Regions from separate parts of the Callithrix jacchus genome. Here region 1 is linked to region 2. A link is a contact called in public Hi-C data. All regions are on one chromosome and are shown on one strand. The core of a region is the stretch at or near the end of the contact, and the rest is flanking DNA. Distances in the headings are between cores, read along the strand shown.

Region 1 (3,228 bases), core at 508-3,007, 68 kb before region 2:
GTTGGTAATCAGTTTTCCATCCCTAAACGAGTCCAATTCCGTCACTCGACAGAAAAAGAAACTGAGACCCAGGGCCTGGCTCAGTGGCTCACGCCTATAATCCTAGCACTTTGGAAGGCCAAGGAGGGCAGATTGCCTAAGCTCAGGAGTTTGAGACCAGCCTGGGCAACACAGTGAAACCCCATCTCTACTAAAATACAAAAAAAAGTAGCCGGGTGTAGTGGTGTGCGCCTGTAGTCCCAGGTACTAGGGAGGCCGAGGCAGGAGAATTGCTCGAACTCGGAAGGCGGAGGTTGCAGTGAGCCAAGATCACACCACTGCACTCCAGCCTGGGTGATAGAGCAAGACTCTGTCTCCAAACAACAAAACAAAACAAAAAAATAGAAAAGAAAAGAAACTGAGACCCAGAAATACCCTAAGCTTCCCTAGGCTGAGAGTTTATTGTTTGTACAACCAAAACCAGATCTTGAGCAAACATGGGTCTTTTTGCTGCCCTTTCTACTTCCAGGTGCTGTCTTTCTCCCTTACTCACATTTATGACCAAGTGCTCACCATAATGAACTGCCTCAGGCTCCCGTCCCAGCAAGGAGGGTAGAATGAACAGCATCAAGCTCTATGCAAAGAGTAATCAGGACTTAAGTCTCAACATTTTGGTTTTAAGAGGTTTCATTATTTTGACTTGGTTGCATATTTTTTCCTACCCAATATCTCTTTTCTGTGTCACATTGTAACAGGTGGATAAATACACAGGTGAGAAAGCAACAGGCTGCTGTCTTCCTGGTCATCGTATGTCTGTGTCCTGTAAGAAGGTGTGGACATCCTCCTCATCATGACTTCTAGTTACCTTGTTGGGGAGAGTTCACTTGAAATATTATGTCAATATCACAGATTGACTTTCCAACACAGATGCTGATCTTCATTTTATCCTTGGTCCTGGTGGAACATATTAGCAAACATTGTTTTATGTTGTACACTCATAATTACGAACTTCATTCTAAGAAAACGTCCTGTCAACTCTTATAGAACAGGCACTTTTCTAGGTCATGAGATGAAGCTTTAAAAATTACTCCTTCCTATGAATGAGAATAATCTTGCATGTTCTTCACATGTACCTCAAAACCTAAAATGCAATAATATATATATACATACATATATACACACACATATATATACATATATATATACACACACATATATATACATATATATATACACACACATATATATACATATATATATACACACACATATATATACATATATATATACACACACATATATATACACACACATATATATATACATATATATACACACACATATATATACATATATATACACACATATATATACATATATACACATATATATGTATATATACAAAGTACTCCTTTCCACTAGCCTGAAACAGTAGCAGAATTCCAAAAGATAGCTTTCCCTCTTATCTCAATATGGTGGTGGGCTCTTAATAATCTTACTTGTACCTCAGGAAGCTAATTAACAGAAAATAATTATTATGATTCTCTTTTATTTTAATGAATGGGAGGCACATCTCAGCAAATGCGTGAAAACTTTAGATTGGCTAGAACATTTTCTAACCTTTTTCTTCCCCCAAAAGGTGCCCAGGACCTCACAATGAGGTGCATTGTGAACCTCATGCCAAGGTTAATTTGGCACCTCTGTCACAAAGAGCATGTGCAGACTCTGACAGGCTTTCAGGGAAGCCACTTCCCCCATGTGCTCTTCTGGTTTCCTCATTGGTGTTCGGGAAGAGGAGGCTGGGCTCCTCCCGGGAGTGGGGTGCTATGACAGATGAGCCTTTCATGCAAGAAAATAAATCCTGCAACATTTGATGTACTGCTTTAAACTTAAAGACCTCTTTGGACCTGAATTTGTAAGGTAAGGAGTGCTCAGCCACAATTCTTGAACTTCGAAACCGTAAGTGTAATTTGAGGACTCTCCTGGAAACTCTTTGTTGTTTAATGTGAAACTAACATGCTGCCTAACCTCCTGCCTTTAGGATTAATAACAGCTCACTGTCAAACGTGCACGCACAGCTCTGACTTAAAAGGAAAAAACTCACCACTGTTTAAAAGATACAAAGTCTTCCATAATGAAATGGCCATGTAGATTTGTTGTACTTTATACATGTGTGGAAGTGCCCAGAGCAGACTGGGTTTTCTCTCTGCTCTCTGTAAATCAGTATGCTTTAAAATGGGATCAAATTATCTTTGCCACTTGAAAGTGGGTCTGGGTGCAGGTCCAATCCCATAGGGAGAAAACACCAGTGCAATTGTAACCAAGTGTCAGTTCAGGTCTGCGGGTCTTTATCCTGTATGCTGCTTGTGGCTTGCTTAGGTATGGGAGGGGATTAAACTCTGCTGCTACAATTGTATTGGTACTGCTCTGTAAGATGTGAAAAATCTATCGGGATTAGGTGTTAGTGTGTGCAGGCCAGTTTCCTGTGATTGTGGCAAATTACACTGGAAAGTTGAAAGTAACTATAGTACAGACTAGGAGCCGGGGATTTATCAGACATAAAAGGATGTAGAACAAGTTCAATGATATATAAGGCAATTATTTGTCTAATGTTGTTAACAAAATCCAATCTTCCTGTAGAAACATACAGGACCTTTTAATGTTTTTGTTCAAGCTGGATCTGCCTTCAAAGGTGAAATACTCGATGCTTTTAGCTAGCTCATTGATCCGTTTCTAAGAGGGCATCATGGTATAATAATTATCTCTCACTGGGGAAAATATGATGTTGAGTCTTCTTTTTGTGCCCTAGAGACCTTAAAAGAGAAGATGTAGTCGATAATCTAACTGCAGCTATTTTCTGAAATCTTGGCCCACACGTTCCTACTTTCTTCCTTCGCCTTAATCAGGTATACAGGGTCTGAGTTCCTTCCCCTGAAATCTCCAAACTCTTACTGTGCCCATTGCGCAGAGAGCACCAATCTGCATCCCTGTCTCTCTCCACAAAAAGCAAATCATATTCTTGCTCCACATTCTTTCTCATCCTTCATAGGGCTTATATTTACATGTGAGTCCCCAGGGCATGTTCCCATGACACAGATTCCCTCCTACCTACATACTGAGAATGTGAACCCCAAAGGAATCCTGCCTAAAATCTGCGGGTGCAGCAGTCGTGGGTGGGATCTTAGCCTGACCACTTTCTCCTCCAGACATTTTCCTTTCCGGAACTAAGCTGTCTCACCTGACCTTAGG
Region 2 (3,248 bases), core at 483-2,982:
CAGAGGAAAGTCAAATGTCTTAACGACTTGCCTAATTCTTACAAGGCACTGTTGGAAAGTCACGTGTCTTAAGGAAAGAGTGACTTTACTAATTTTTTTTTTTTTTTTGAAACGGAGTTTCGCTCTTGTTACCCAGGCTGGAGTGCAATGGCGCGATCTCGGCTCACCGCAACCTCTGCCTCCTGGGTTCAGGCAATTCTCCTGCCTCAGCCTTCCAAGTAGCTGGGATTACAGGCACGCGCCACCATGCCCAGCTAATTTTTTGTATCTTTAGTAGAGACGGGCTTTCACCATTTTGACCAGGATGGTCTCGATCTCTTGACCTCGTGATCCACCCGCCTTGGCCTCCCAAAGTGCTGGGATTACAGGCTGTGCCCGGCTGACTTTCCTAATTTTTACTAAGGCACTGTTTAGGGTAGGGGAGGCCCTGGCAGGGACCCTTGGAAGAAGAGGGCTGTCTATAGTGGAAAGAACTATGAAATTAGGAACCTAATAGTTCTACTTTAGTTCTGTATCTTAGTCATTTTAGCCCCTTAGAACCAAAAATAGCACCTGGTACATATTTATTCAATAAATTAGATTAGGTTTTTAAGGAGGCATCATAGATCTCATAATATTCTTCATTCCTTTTCTGTTCTCTTCCCAGACTTGGGATTTTGTCACAAGGAGATAATATTTCCAGCAAAAATATAAAGTTTCCCTCAAGACACAAATTAGAAAACATGGTGGTGGGATCCCCCGTGAGGAAGCCATCCTTCCAGGCCCAGGTTTTCCCACCCTGTCTCCATTTCCAACTTACCATAAGTACTTTTCTGCCCCCTAAAATGCAGGACACTAATCAAGTCAGTTAAGAAGTTTTTATTTCAAGCCTGCTGGGCTTTACAAAGGACTGCATTTGACTCTGGGCATGGATTCAAAGTCCTTTTGAATAAATGACCTGCTTGTCTAGCTGTCAAAATGCGGACCTCAACTGGCACTCTTAACTATAGCCCTGATTCAAGTTTACATGCCAGGAACGGAACTTCTGCCTTTCAAATTCAACAAGGTCTTCAGACCATGGCTGCCTTGCACAATATGGACCTGCTATTAGAGCAACTAAGGGTATTTACGATTTATTCAAATAATGTAGTGCAAAGAATAGGAGGTTTGAAAGTCTGGCGAGGAGTAGAGGAATTGACTTCCATAAATCTAGGGCCCTAAAAATACCTTTTTTGTTCAAGTGTTGGAAAGGATTTAGTCGACCTTTTTGCTTCATTGGCATTTCTTTACGTTTTCCTGGTAACCAGAGACAAGTTGCACAATCGGTGTGGCATTTGGCTCCTGATTCGGGCGAGAGGGAGCGCTGTCTGCTATTTCAGCAGGCCCAGCACAGCGGAGCGCAGAGCGTTCAGCACTGAGGGGACCTGCCAGCAGCAGGCCCTGCCAAACCAAACAGGAATCAGCGTGGACAAAGGCAAGATTATGTGGTGGGAAAAGGATACCCCAAATTAAGGCAGGAAAGCCACGTCAATTATATTTGGAAGCGGTGTCTTTACCCCGGGTTACAAAGCCATCTCTCTAAGAGCTCTGAGGATGCTACCTTTTCACCGAAAGCTCACCCACAAAAGGTCAGTGGGTGGAGTTTAAGCAAAACGCTTTTTCTCTTATGACTTCCTGTGGGTCTTGATTTCTCGCCACAAGTCTTTCTGCCACCACTGTGCCCTTCCATGCACGCTAGTCACAGCAGGAGGAGGACGGGAGTGGGAGCGCGCGCCAGGAGCAGATTTCGGGGGCGTGAGCCGGCGACCCTGGCAGGGGGCTCTCCGTGCAGTGGCCCGCGGTGGGCTGGTAGTGCTGAGCACTGCGTCCCTGCTTCCGTCCTGACCTCAGTGGAAGAAAAATAAAAACGAAACAAACCCAAACCAACAAAACACCTGGTATTTCCCGGCCACCAGCCTCAGTGAGTGCCCGCACGGGATAAGCTCTTACTGACTCCTCCTGGTGGCTTCCGGCTGCACGGTCACTGTTGGGAGTTGAAGGCAAAGCAGCTGGGCTCGCTTCTTGATACCAAGCTGGGCCAAGTCCCCTGGGAACACGCCGGGGAGGGGGGCGCCATGCAGGCGCAGAAGCAGCTCGGGGCTGGGAGAACTGGCAAGGCCGCCTGCGGTGCTGTGCCCAGGGAGTCCATGATTCTTTATTCCTCGTGTCTCCTTTTTCAAAATGCAAAATAAAATGAGGGATTTTAGTTTTAACAATGAAAGTACAACAAATATATAATCACCAAGATATTTAGATGGAAACAGACCTTGTTTTTTTTTCTCTGTAAAAAGTAAGACTTTGAAGATACTGTAAGGCCCCGCCTTCATCCCCCTCCACCCCAGAGTGAACCTGCTTAAATTTGTCTGTATTGTTCCCACACATTTTTTCCTACTTTTTCCTTGCATGGTTTTATTTAAATCGATCTTGCATCGTTTTTAAATTTGTGTAAATCATATCCTTTAAATATCTTTTTACAATTTACATTTTGCACTTAACCTGCCACTTTAGGAATCTGTCATTCTGATAGTAAATCTAGCTTTAAGATTGTTTAATGAACTTTTCAATAAGAATAATTGTTTTTAAAATCCATTCTATTCAATAGGATGCATTTCCCCACAACTCCCCCCACCCACACACACTTTTTTTTTTTCTTTTTTTGAGACGATGTCTTACTCTGTCGCCCAGGCTGGATCTTGACTCACTGCAACCTCTGCCTCCCTGGTTCAAGCCATTATCTTGCCTCAGCCTCCAGAATAGGTGGGACTACAGGCGCGTGCCACCATGCCTGGCTAATTTTTTTTTAATTCTGTTTTTGTTTTTTTGTTTTTTTTGCATTTTTAGTAGAGACTGTGTTTCACCGTGTTAGCCAGGATGGTCTTGATCTACTGACCTCACGATCCGCCTGCCTCGGCCTCCCAAAGTGCGGGGATTACAGGCATGAGCCACCTTGCCTGGCCTTTTTCCCACTTTTTAAATTACATAGAATACAATTAGCATGTTTGTACATTTACACTAGCACACATACCTAGTATATATGGGAGTAGACCCTAAAGAAATTAGAAGTAGAATGTCTGAGCCATAGGTCAGTTTCAACCTTGCCAAATAATAACAAATTGCTCTCCAAGAGGCTGTGCTAATTTTCAAGCTCACCAGCAATGTTTAAGATTTTTTACCAAAACTTGGTACACCACCCCGTTCATCATATTTGCTGATTTGATGGTTTCAAGTGG

The links. Hi-C and Micro-C count contacts between places; a contact is called where the count stands out from the background.
Region 1: a Hi-C map of skeletal muscle shows a contact between it and region 2, with 2.9 times the contacts expected there. The contact joins the promoter of STARD13 here to the enhancer-like site in region 2. A contact is called at or near these places in 2 of 3 Hi-C or Micro-C datasets (both in skeletal muscle).

The regions. Positions count from the first base shown.
Region 1 is chr5:152,949,481-152,952,708 of calJac240_pri, reverse strand. STARD13 (StAR related lipid transfer domain containing 13) reads left to right here and starts at 1,757. Exons shown (of 15, transcript XM_078375278.1): 1 at 1,757-1,899.
Region 2 is chr5:152,881,100-152,884,347 of calJac240_pri, reverse strand. All of the region lies in intron 1 of STARD13 (StAR related lipid transfer domain containing 13), which reads left to right. Among named protein-coding and RNA genes, the nearest start is that of STARD13, 68 kb to the left of the region's middle. Within about 2 kb of position 1,732, at least 14 of the 16 cell types and tissues checked have an H3K27ac peak or open chromatin away from gene starts, as enhancers often do. A contact at or near this core is called in skeletal muscle, where this site is marked.